2 separate regions of the Mus musculus genome follow, and region 1 is linked to region 2. The links are chromatin contacts, called in public promoter capture Hi-C maps. All regions are on one chromosome and are shown on one strand. The core of a region is the stretch at or near the end of the contact, and the rest is flanking DNA. Distances in the headings are between cores, read along the strand shown.

Region 1 (6,518 bases), core at 580-3,079, 1.6 Mb after region 2:
CCAATGACTAGTACTGACAGGCAAGTCACAAGACTATGAGGACTGAAGGTTGGGCTGGGTCACAGGAGCTCAGCACAGCATCTGACACATGGTAAGCACAAGCCACCAATTACGATGATTACTAATTCTCCCACAAGGGTTTCCTGCTCTCCATACCTTTTGTTCTATAAATAAGACAATGAAACTATAGGCATACTCTTTAGTGGACATAAGCATGACAAATGGGAGAAACAGAGACCCTCAGGGGAACCATCCAGAAGGAGTACATAGCTGAGCACTGTAGGTTGTTTCTGCTGAATAGCTGAGACTACGGTAGAAAGCAGGATGAATAAGAAACACAGCCCAGTGGTTAGGTACAAAGAGAAACACAAACGGAAGCCTAAGAGATCTGAGAGCAGACAGGGCACCAGAAACCATTGTTTTTTAGGTGATTGTTAGAGATAAACTCTTCATGCACAGTTTACCACTGACAGGTTGCTTCTTCTGCAGCAAATTTACTTATCCAATAACTTGACAGAAATTGAAGTTTGAATTTGGCAAGTGAAACACCCAGGCTAGACTCTGGATCCTGCATTGACAACCGATCTTCATAGCCAATCTTCCAGGAGCCAGAAGCCAAACGAGTCTGGTCTTACAAGACATTGATTTCCCTCTAAGCCCACCAAAGCCTTCTAGCTTTGTAGCTCTAGGTAGGGTCCAATCTTTCACCCACCTTATAGGCTCCCACTGGGAAATGGCCGAATCTCTTAGAACCTTCCCTTGCAGGGAAGCAGGCTTTCAGAGTTTCTGATACTTGCATAAAGAGAACTGTCTTAGCAGAAAGGGCCAGGGAAGAGTCTTTCACACACCAGAGCCCCTCTGAACATCAGAGCTCAGAAGTTCATTTCAATGAGTCCCTCTGTGGAGTATCCGTGTAGGCGGTTCTGACAGGGGGCCTGCAGAACTGTACTAGTGAAGGCTTGGAGCTTTTGCAAGGTTTGCAAGCCAATCTGGACCCCCTAAAACACTCCTATCCCCAACCTAAGCCAAGAACTTCCTATACAAATTATTTCCGAGGCAAAGGGCATATCCTGCTCTACCATGCACCCCCACGGTGAGATCGTGGGCCAGCTGGTGGTGTTAAGATCTGTGAAAGGGCTTTTGTAAGGAGCCTGCTCTCCCAAGGGCAACTGTGTGTCCCTCCGCCCTCTCTGTCCAGAGCCCTGGGGAAAGGAAGTCAGAAAGGCTAGAAGCCAGTCCTGCAGTTCTGTTGTTCTGCAGTTCCCCCCAACCCCCACCCCGTGGGGGGCAAAGACAGCAGTGAGTTTCTGCTACACTGAGGCCAGGCCCTCACCTGCTGTATTGTCCTGGGAAACCGAGTCTGTGCTGGGTAAGAGAGAGGTGGGGCTCAGGAGTACTGAAGGAAACGGGGATGCAGAAGCAGAAGGCAGGAGTGGGGGGACTGGGGTCTGCAGATTCTGTCTGGCAGCATCTTAATAATAGCAACACATCTCCCTCGGGGCTGGCTCGCGCTCGGGCCTGGGATGGTATTGATCAGTTCATCCTGCCTACTTCATTATGTTGGCAAGAACCTCTCAAGCGCTCCTCAACTTCTACCCTCTCCCCTGTCTCCCGACCCAGGCAGTACCCAGCTGAGCTCTGCGCGGAGTTTTGTTTGGTAAGCTAGGTTTTGTCAAAGAATGGGGTGTTTTCTTTGCGGTGGGGGTCCGGGACACAGGGATCTAACCCAGTGGCCAGCTTGGCGGCGGCGGCGAGCGACACACCTCGCTAGCTCTGCCCCAGCCGGCCCCTTTAATTCGAGTTCGCTGCGGGGCCAGGTGCGGCGCTGCGTGGCGCGGTGCGGCGCGGTGCGGCTGCGGGCGGCGGCCGGGCGCTCCGTACGCGCCGCCCGCGGGACTGCAGAGTCGGCTCCCGGCTGGCCGCCCGCACCCCGCCGCCACCACCGCCACCGCCCGCTGTCCGGGTTCTGCCTGTGCTGGCTGCCACCCAGGAACATGGAGGCTCTGGTACCCATCTGCAAGGGTAAATCAGTGTCCGGCATTCTGCTGCGCATGCTGCCATCCCTGACCGGCTGCAGCGCCCATAGGGGCTGCAGGGTACCACGGTAGTCTGGGTGGGCGAGGTGGTGCCGACCCTTGATGTCGGCCTGAAGGGCTGTGGATCCGCACCGGCTGCGTGGGACTTAAGGGGGAGACTTGTTCCTGCAGAAGAGTGCATGGAATGGGCTCGGGGACCCTGTGGTCTGTGCGTGACATAGGGCGGAGGGCGCAGATTGGAGCTGGCGGGTGATGGGAAGTGCAGCTGACTGCATAGCCACCGCTGGTAAATAGTGGGTGGGTAGGACCCGAGTCACTTGGGTCCTCCTGGTTGCATTTGCCTCTCGGCAACGGAGTAAAATGGGCTTCTCTGCAGTCTCTTGTTTTTTCCACTTGGCCGGGGTGGTGGGCTGCCGTGAAGCTCTCCAGCCTAAAAGGAAGCTAGATCTGGAGCAGCTGCCTGGCGACGCCTGCTCTGCACCCTCAGAGTTCGGGCTCCTGTGTTTCAGGTGGAGATGGAGTCTTGGTGGTCCCTCGGCTGGACCTCGCAGGCACCAGCTAGGCTGCCCTCCGGCCCGCAGCGGGAGCCCACCGCACTGCGCAGGAAGGGGTTAAGGTGGCACACTCTAGCGGTCCGGCGGCTGTGGGCTCCGGTCAGCCCAGCGGATTCCGGCGGGAGCGCGCCCGGCGGAATCCCGGCTGGAACCCCGGGCGATGGGAGAGGGCCCAGACCCCTCCCCGGCTCTGGGGCCAGCGGGATTGGGTCGGCGGGGGGCCAGCCCGGAAGCCAGCTTTCTCTAGGCTCCCCCTCTATGTGAAGCCAATCCGCCCCGCAGTCAGGCAGCTTGAGCGTTTGTTCTGTGCTTCCCTGCCGAGATGTGAGGGATTTTCTCTTGGGAAGAAATCGGTGGTCGAGTGCTTGCCCAGCTCAAATGCCACCCAACCCAGAGCAAGGCCTGAGGCCCAGGGATCCTGGAGGGAGAGTAAGTTCAAGCGACCCCTTCTATTAGGCATTCTACAGAGGCAATCTTGCTGCTTGTGGGACCTCTCTAGCTGGGAAGGAGTGTGTGTTGTGGAGGAAGGATTGCTTCTTTACCAGGACATGGCTAAGGTCAGAGAGGAAAACCCTCCCTCTTGGGAGATATGTCTTCTGACACCAAGAAAGCTGGGTCGCTTCTGTTGGCAACTGAGGTCTAGGGAGAAAGTGCTTCAAGCTGATGGGAAGGGAAAGCTTATGGTTATCCAGGAGAGGTTAGGAAAAGGCTCCTGTGGTGGATCTCATTCACAAGTGTCATGGAAAGTAGATGTGGGGGCTTGTCACTTGCCCTGAGGGGATCTGCCAGAGCCCTTAAAAGTCTTGGTCTCAGCTGCCTGGAAGCCTTGGTCCCACCTTGCTGCTGTGTTTTCCAGGCAACGTCACACCTCCGGAGGACAGCCAGGAGGACTCAGGCTTTTGCTGAGCTGTGCATCTTGCCTCCTTCCTTCCAAAGGCTTCAGACCCAAGCTCCACTCTCCTCCTCAAGTCGTGGTGCGCGCCCCTGGCCAAGCATCTCACTGTCCCTCGAGCCCCATCCAGTCCTAGAGCACACCTCCAGGACCTGCCCTCCTGCTCAGAATGACTCACCATTATTTCCAGCTCAAGTGAGAAGATGTGACGGGGACTGAGCTGCCTATTTGTGTATCTGTGCCATCAGATCTGCTCTTCGAAGAAGAGTACCTCAGGCTCCTGCCTGGCCAGGTAAATCAAACAATCACTTAGTAGCAGTCATATAGAGGCAATGGGGGTGGCATCAGTGACCAAGGCCCAGGTCCCAAACACCCTACCATGAATACCTCCTTTGGTGCAGGTATTGCCAAAACATTAGCACAGTGCCTGGCAGAGGGCTCCCTTCTCCACTCCTCCTGTGCAGCTATGTCCCCAGCATGTGTGTGGTACCCAAGATCCTGTCTCAGCCGCCTGCCCCTAGCGCAGGCCATTCTATAGCTTCCTTGAAAGATTGTTTGTTCCCTGAACCCTACTGACCCCTAGACAAGTGACAAGGTGATAATAGTTTTAGTGGCAGAAGTGATGGTACAGTCATGTTTCTGAACTCTTGGGGACATCAAGTGCACCTCCTGTCAGGTTGCCAATGACTGGTGATCTCATGTCCTTACCTGCCTCTGTCTTTCAGCCGAGTGGGGCTGTGTCTCCAACTCACAAAGGGCTCTGGGGCTTTCCTGCAGAAGCTCAGACTTATGCTTCTGTGTTTCCTGGGGCCGTTATCAGCACCGAGTTCCCTGCTGCAGGCAGCTGGAAGGCATTAAAGTAAAGCACACTTCTCAGCCCCAATTATGACAGTGGCTACCGGAGACCCAGTGGACGAGGCTGCTGCCCTCCCTGGGCACCCACAAGACACCTATGACCCAGAGGCAGACCATGAATGCTGTGAGAGAGTGGTCATCAACATCTCAGGCCTGCGGTTCGAAACTCAGCTAAAGACCTTAGCCCAGTTCCCAGAGACCCTCTTAGGGGACCCCAAGAAACGGATGAGGTACTTCGATCCCCTCCGAAATGAGTACTTTTTTGATCGCAACCGCCCTAGCTTTGATGCCATTTTGTACTACTATCAGTCTGGGGGCAGGTTGAGGCGACCTGTGAACGTGCCCTTAGATATCTTCTCGGAAGAAATCCGGTTTTATGAGCTAGGAGAAGAAGCAATGGAGATGTTTCGGGAGGATGAAGGCTACATCAAGGAAGAAGAGCGTCCTCTGCCTGAAAATGAGTTTCAGAGACAGGTGTGGCTTCTCTTTGAATACCCTGAGAGCTCAGGGCCTGCCAGGATTATAGCCATTGTATCTGTGATGGTCATTCTGATCTCCATCGTCAGCTTCTGTCTGGAAACCTTGCCCATCTTCCGGGATGAGAATGAGGACATGCATGGTGGCGGGGTGACCTTCCACACCTATTCCAACAGCACCATCGGGTACCAGCAGTCCACCTCCTTCACCGACCCTTTCTTCATTGTAGAGACTCTCTGCATCATCTGGTTCTCCTTTGAGTTTCTGGTTAGATTCTTTGCCTGTCCCAGCAAAGCTGGCTTCTTCACCAACATCATGAACATCATTGACATTGTGGCTATCATCCCTTACTTTATCACCCTGGGGACAGAGTTAGCTGAGAAGCCAGAGGACGCCCAGCAAGGCCAGCAGGCCATGTCACTGGCCATTCTCCGTGTCATCCGGTTGGTAAGAGTCTTTAGGATTTTCAAGTTGTCCAGACACTCCAAAGGTCTACAGATTCTAGGTCAGACCCTCAAAGCTAGCATGAGGGAATTGGGCCTCCTGATATTCTTCCTCTTCATTGGGGTCATCCTCTTCTCTAGTGCTGTCTATTTTGCAGAAGCTGATGAGAGAGATTCCCAGTTCCCCAGCATCCCGGATGCTTTCTGGTGGGCAGTCGTCTCCATGACAACTGTAGGCTATGGAGACATGGTTCCAACTACCATTGGGGGGAAGATAGTGGGTTCTCTGTGTGCAATTGCAGGTGTGTTAACCATTGCCTTACCAGTCCCTGTCATAGTGTCTAATTTCAACTACTTCTACCACCGGGAGACAGAGGGAGAGGAGCAGGCCCAGTACTTGCAAGTGACAAGCTGTCCAAAGATCCCGTCCTCCCCTGACCTAAAGAAAAGTAGAAGTGCCTCTACCATAAGTAAGTCTGATTACATGGAGATACAGGAGGGAGTTAACAACAGCAATGAGGACTTTAGAGAGGAGAACTTAAAAACAGCCAACTGTACCTTGGCTAACACAAACTATGTGAATATTACCAAAATGTTAACTGATGTCTGATTGAAGCCTACTAATGTACTCACAGCTCAACAGGACTGATGCAGATGTTGCATAATAGCCTGCATTGTAGTCAGTGTTCTACAGTGTTCTACAGCATCTGGTTCTGCATGGAAAGCAATAGTTCGTGCAAGTGACTTTTGATCTTTTGATTTTTGATTTAGAACACAGAATATTTATCATGGCTTTCATGAAATCTTCATCACCGACTTACAGGTTTCCAAAGAGGAGAGTCACCCATGGAGCCAGCATCTCAGAAAGGCACAATGCAGCCCCCTCACACCCACACACAACCTACCATAGCAACACTATCCTATCTTCCTACCTAAACATGAGCACACCTGGGAGGTGCATTCCCTCCACCCCACCCCTACCACCCTATTTCAGCCCATCTGCCCCTTCACAGAGGAACATACCATTGTGGCTTAGTTCTAAAGTCTGGTGACTACTCAAAGGTCATTCTCGGTTTTGTGTTGAGAAGAACACACAGTCCTGTGTGTTGGAACTACTTTCTGTGTCACAGGCTGGGGTTTGTGAATTGCAGTTGCCAACTAGATGCTCCGGAGGCTTATGTTTCGTAACGGAAAAATGCTGCATTCTGCTTTTTCTCTGCAGTGTCGATGTGAGGGAAGCCCAGGGGGGTGGGGGAGGGAC
Region 2 (6,106 bases), core at 648-3,147:
CTATTCTTGACTCACGCCTTCACCCTCTCCGCACATTTCTCTTTCCTCTGCTTTTGTGTTTCAGCACACACCTTTCCATACTCAGAGCTGCCATCTCTCAAGCCAAGGCGTTCCGGTCCGGGCAGAGGCACGAAGCTGCTTGCTTCGCGATCTCCAGGCTCGGGAGTCCCAGCACCCAGGCCGGAGACACAGGGAAAGCCGGCCACGGTTTGGCTTAGCAGCCAGGACTGGGCTCTACTCTGCTGCCGCGATGGTCCTGGGACTCTCAGCTGGATCCTATGCTCCCGTGGTTGTCCCACTCCTCACGCTGGGTCCGAGTACTAAGCAATAGATAACTCTGGGCTCTGGAAAGGATCCAGGGCCTGGGCCCGCTTTGGAAAGATAGAGAAATGAGAGTTCCTAAATCCCCAGTCTTAATTCTGGGTATTCGTGGTGGGGTATTGGAGCGAATCCTGACCTTCTGGCCATGTGTCAGAGGTCACTCCTGAACGACAGTGGCTCTTACGCGGAGATAAAGGCAGTTTGTCTTCCGTGGGATCTTCCCAGCTTTGGCAAACACACCTGACTGTTCAGGGTCAGCCTGTAAGCTTGCGCGGCGACCAGCTGCACCTCACTAGGTGACCAAGGAGAGGAGTTAGTTGCTCTACCGCGTGGACAGTGAATGGGAAACAGACAGCCAGTTAAGTGTACACACCCCACGCGCATACACGCCAGCGCTCCCTACCACCTCTTCCTAAGTCCCCAGCCACACACGCCCCCGAACTCACGATCACGCCGCACGCCCGGCTCCTCCCCCACCCCCAAGCCAAGCTCACCTTGCCACGCTCGCCCCATGCCCACCCTCGCCGGCACACGCGCTCACACTCGCGTCCGCACACTCCACTACCACCTCCAGGCACACCCTAGGATTCCTCCACTCTCCTGGGGAGACGCACCAGGCTCTGCCTAGTCTCCCCGCCTCCCCCCCCCCGCTGCAGCCCCCCCACTCACGCGCGCGCCCTACACACACACACACACACACACACACACACACACACACCCTCGCGCAGAGTCACTCCCCCTCGCACGCCCTCGCCCTGGGCACCCTCCGGCGGCTAGGCTCCCGGGTCCTCCTCCTCGCTCCCTCCGCAGCCTGGCCGCTCTGCTCTCTCGGGCCCGGCCTGGGGCCGCTCGGCCCGTGGGGATCGGTGGGGAGCGGAGGGCGCAGCCTCGCCGCCTCCCCCGGACTCTCCTCTCCGCCCCGCCCGCGCCGCGCCCCCACCGCCTCCTCGGGAGAGGCAGCCCGTGGCCGGCCCGGCTCCGCTCTGCCCGGCATCAGCGGCGGCGGGGGCAGGGAACGAGCGAACCGGAGCTCACGAGCCCGAGAGCGGAGCGGCTAGGCGGGGAGGGGACACGCTGCCAAGCCCGGGCTGGAGCGGCGGTGGCGGTGGCGGCGGCGGCGGCGGCGGCAGCGGGGGAGGAACGGCCCCACGGACGGACCGACGCACGAACCGACCGAGTGAAGGAGGGACGAGCGAGACTTCGCCGGCGAGGAGGAGCCGCCCGAGCGGCGGCTGCTGGGCGCTTCCCCGCGCTGCTGGGCGCTCTGCGCCTCGGCGGCCCCTGGCCTCAGCTTCCTCGCGCGCGCGGGGCGCGGGGCCTGGGGCTGGCTTCGGCGAAGGTAAGAGGGAAACGACCGAGCCTCCCAGAGACAGCAAGTGCGAGGAGCGCTGCTCCCACGCCTGTTGCTCCCGCTGCCCACGCGGCACCCTCCCACTCCCGCGCCCGGGTGGGTGGGCGCTGGGGCGCCGGAAGGATTGGGGGTGGGGCCGGGCCGTGGGGGAGCAAGCAGCCGGCCTGGGGGCGTCGGTTCCCTGGGCTGCAGAGCCACCTCCGGGCACTGGGGCGCCGAGAGGTTTGGGGGTGGGGGTGTGAACCTCTGCCCTCTTGCCATTGGCCTGCCTTCCCTCGCCGGGCGCCAGGAGCAGCGCCCCGGGACCTGGCTGCAGGTGGCGACGGTTTGCTCCGTCCCCGCTCTTTGTGAGCTGAGAAGAGAAATGGCTGAGAGTGGAAGCTGGGAGCCGTTTGGGGCGCTTTGCAAAGTTCTCCAGCCAGGCGAGCCTGTGTTTGCCTGTTAGAGGATGAGGCTGGTCCAGCTCGTCCTGCCTGGCACATCTTTTCTTTCCCGGGAAAGGTCCCATAAGTGTCCCGAGAGACCATAGGGAAGGGGGTTCAAATTTGTTTTAACAGAGTGTTTACACTAGGGATGGGCAGAGAAGTTACCTGGAAATCAACTAGATTCCTGTGCTTTCTTAGTGCTGGCATTTAATTCAGCCCACGTTGTTCTCCTTTTATCCCGGGCAGCCTTGATAAGTCAGCAACAGGCTGAGAGGTTCCAGACCTGAAATCAAGGCAAAGAAAGTCTCCGTGTATTTGACGGAGCCTCTGAACTTTCACGGGGTGATAGGCGGCACAATGCAATCAGTAATCAGGTTTTACAGGGTGGTCATGCATGAATGTAGGTGATGCTTGAATCGATGCCTTATTTACTGTTACTTCCAGGGAACCTGAAGGTTTAATCTCGGAAAGCGGGGGGAAGGGGGATTCTGGGCATTCATTCAATGCAAAGCGTGTGTACATTTCCCCATGTGGACACATACCGGCCCACTGAAAGGAGCTGATGTGTTTATTTTTTTTCCATGTTGCGTCTTGAATGCTATAAGACGTAAGTACACAAGGGACCTCCAGAGGAAGAACGATTAACAGCGGCTTCCTTTTGCCGTTGAGGAGGCTGGAGAAAGAGTTTGGGGAAACTGCACTGGCCATCCTAGGAGCTAGGAGAGGCACTGTAAAGAAGAGGATCTGCAGGTCCCAGGCCTGTGCCCCACGGGATCTCCAGCATGGCCCCCATGCTCATTTCATACCCAACAAAATCCCGCAGACACGGGACAGACTCCCTGGGGGCGTGAAACAGTTCCCCAGACCAGCTCTGATTTCTGAGGACTCTCCTCCGAGGTCATTGAAGGGCAGATCTTGGTGATGTGACTTTTTTTTTTTTGTTTGTTTTTCTGCTTTGTGTCTGTTCAGGTGAAATGGAAGTGTCAACCCCCCAGGACAGGAGGTCTGCCTTTTTTTTTTTTTTTTTTTTTGACCCTCTGCTTCTAAAATAGACGTTGCTTAGCAGGCAGCTGACTTTTTACAGCAGGAGAAAGTGTTCTCTTTTTCTTTTTCAGGATTTTTTCATGTTTGTCATTTCTGCATTTACCTGGTTTTAATCTCTCTCCCTCCTGCATCCCTACCTCACCCCACAGCCAAATCTTTCCTACTGTCAAACTCTTTTGCCACAAACAAAAATAGCTTCAGAGTTTTCATTTGTAAAGCACCCATGTCCTAGTAAAGCCGTGGTATGGGAGGCGTATGCGGTGCCATTGGCTGGAAATGGGGCCGCACTATAGCGCCTGTTGCAGGGTTCATACCCAGGCCAGCTCTGAGAGGCACTGGTGCTGTTAGGGGTGAGTGTTGCAGCAGGAACCTGTAAAAGTCCTGTTTAAGCCAGGTCATCCCTGCAGGGTTGTTGGGTGGGCGTGGCTGGTATGGACTTGAGGTTGTTGTCTGATAGACGATAGTCCTCTTCCAAACCGAGGTGTGTACATGTATGTCCATGTATGCACATATGCACATGTGCACAGAAAGCAGTAAAGGGGTAATTGCTATTTTCTTGGCACTCTAAACCTGAACGATAGGTTCTGAATCTCCGGAGATGATCTGGTACTTGCATGGGCCTTCTTGAAAAAAGACTGCCCTGGATTATTGTACAGGGTAAAAGTTTGCCCTTGGGACAAGAGACTTTAGGATAGATAGGGAGAGGATTAACGTTGCCTCGCTCTGAGCTTTCAATTACCCATCAGAAAGCAGTTTGTGAATTGCTCATGGCCTTAGAAGAGTTGACTCAGAGTTGGAGCTGAGGGCATGGAGCTCAGCTTGCAAAGTCAGGCAGCTGGCAATGGGATCCCAGAGTCCAAGGGGCAGTACTGGGAGACTGACAGGAGAGAAGGGCATTGTCTTCTCGGAGCCATGTGTCTGGCTAACAAGGCTCTTCCCGAGTAGGTCCTGATTCAGCAGTCTCTTAATCTTTGCCATTTGAACCCCTGCCAGCGCCCATCTTAGATACAGCAGAGGTATTAGGGGTCATGAGTCAAAGGGCCAGGAGGGGCTGGAGGCCCAGTTCTTTTCTTTTCTAGGAGGGTGAGTGGGTTTCTGTGGGTAGGCTGAACCTTAGATTGCTTTGGGTTCCAAGTGATGCAGGTTGTGTGCCCTGTTCTGGGCACCAGCCTCATCAGGAATTCCCAGAACTCCCTCTGCTGAGATGAGGCTCAGGCTAATTGTATCCCCACAGCAACCAACCCAGATGCTCCACTTCCCGCTCTGCATGGGCAGCCATCACAAGGCAGTTTCGGAGAGACTGGAGCTGTGGTCTCTGTGTCCTGGATCCAGGAGAATGACTAGAACCAATGGGTCCTCTGTCACTTTCTTCTCTGTCACTTTCTTTCCTAGCTCCTTCATTTTACAGATGAGGATTCTGCAACCCAGTAAGTTAGCAGTGGCTTGCTTCCAAAAGTTCAGGATAGATAGTACCAAAACAGACTGAAGGGTCCCCAGAGCCCGTGCTCTCAGCTTCCTGCTTCCGTGGGAGCATCAGGATTGGGCTGCACCTAGTTCAGGAAAGCCATTGGCAGTGAGTCAGACAAGGTCTGAGTTGAAAAATGTCCATATATATTGACTTAGCCACTTCGAAGGAACCTTCTAAGGCTTGGGCAGTTTTTTGTTTTTTTGTTTTTGTTTTTTTCCTGTCACCAATAGGTAGAAACATCATAGGATTTTTTTTCTGGGAAATAAATTAATGTTTTGTGATATGCAAACGTGCCTTGGACAATGCCCAGAGCTTTGTCAGTGCTCAGGAAACATGATTTGAGTCAGAATTGAAGTGATCTATACCTAGTGTATGGCTGTTTGTTTCCCAGACCCCCCGCCCCTTGGAACCCTAGCTAAGTATATGATGAGGGACAGGAATATCTGGTCCAAAGAAAACCTGTTTCCTTGTAAGGGCGAGTGCTTGAAGACAACTACACGATGCAGGGCGTGTTCCCGAAGCTTCTCTCAGTGGTGTGTGGGTTACTTGCTGTTGTGGATGGATAGTCTCCACTCTCTTCAGTTCTCTCAGTTCCTATAGTCAAGAGCGCATCAGGTCCGTGCTGTTTGTCTATCCTCTAAGCAGTGACACCTATAGGAAATGTCACTGTCATTCTTGTCTTCTGTGGCATCTGAACAACCTCCTTTACTAAAGGAAGAGAGGTTCTTATGAAAACTTTCCCCTAGCATGCAGGTGGGGAAGCTGAAGCAGAGATCAACTCCTTGAGGACACTTAACTGAGACTACAGTCAGTTCTCCGGTCTTGATTCTTTGGGATTCTGACTGAACTCCTCAGAGTTTAGTTTAGAAAGAGAATAGCCATCTCTGACAAACCTCAGGAGACAGCAGCAAGGCACAGGGTTGAACTAATAGAGAGCAAGCAGCATCTATAAAATAGTGCTTCTGGCTCCAGCACCTCCTCAAGCATCATAGCACTATCGCTACTCAACAGGCTGGATTACTCCTGTAATCCAAGCCTGACGTGGCAGGTGCTAGGGAAGAAAGGCAGAGTGCAGAGACCATAAAAGAAGAAGAGTCTGTGGGAGAGAAGAACACATCGCTGAGAACAGGTAGGATTTTAATGAGTAGGGTGAGAGGAGGGGTGGCAGGATATACAGCAGAGACTGACACCCAGGGTTTGTCTGTGAGAGAGTCTCTGCTCTGGTTGGAAGGTAGTGGGGTACCTGGGATGTCTGGATGATGCGTTAAGCTGGGTCCGTTTATGAGGATGCTGGAATGCCAGACCATGGAGTTAGGATTTTATTTCATAGGCTATAGAGTAGAGCACAAACAGAACCTTGCTTTTAGGAGACTACTCTGGGTGGAACAAATTTCAGGGTAATCGGAGAAATCTGGGGGTGGGGAGGGGAGTGAGACAAGAATGTCAGTGGGAGGGAGGGCCAAAGTAATCCAGATGCTCTTAGTGTTTCATGAGTTG

Evidence for each region. Promoter capture Hi-C pulls out the DNA fragments that hold promoters and counts their contacts.
Region 1: a contact with region 2 is called in a promoter capture Hi-C map of embryonic stem cells, with 8 times the contacts expected there. The contact joins the promoter of Kcna2 here to the promoter of Kcnd3os in region 2. A contact is called at or near these places in 3 of 39 promoter capture datasets (embryonic stem cells, hematopoietic stem and progenitor cells and liver) and 1 of 115 datasets of contacts at active chromatin or transcription factors (embryonic stem cells).

What each region holds. Positions count from the first base shown.
Region 1 is chr3:107,099,738-107,106,255 of GRCm38.p6, forward strand. Kcna2 (potassium voltage-gated channel, shaker-related subfamily, member 2) reads left to right here and starts at 1,830. Exons shown (of 3, transcript NM_008417.5): 1 at 1,830-2,022; 2 at 3,447-3,774; 3 at 4,208-6,518. The coding sequence starts at 4,368. The coding sequence ends at 5,867.
Region 2 is chr3:105,451,058-105,457,163 of GRCm38.p6, forward strand. Kcnd3os (potassium voltage-gated channel, Shal-related family, member 3, opposite strand) reads right to left here and starts at 1,898. Exons shown (of 4, transcript NR_040759.1): 1 at 1,496-1,898; 2 at 458-613; 3 at 72-371. It overlaps Kcnd3 (potassium voltage-gated channel, Shal-related family, member 3), which reads left to right and starts at 833. Exons shown (of 8, transcript NM_019931.2): 1 at 833-1,660.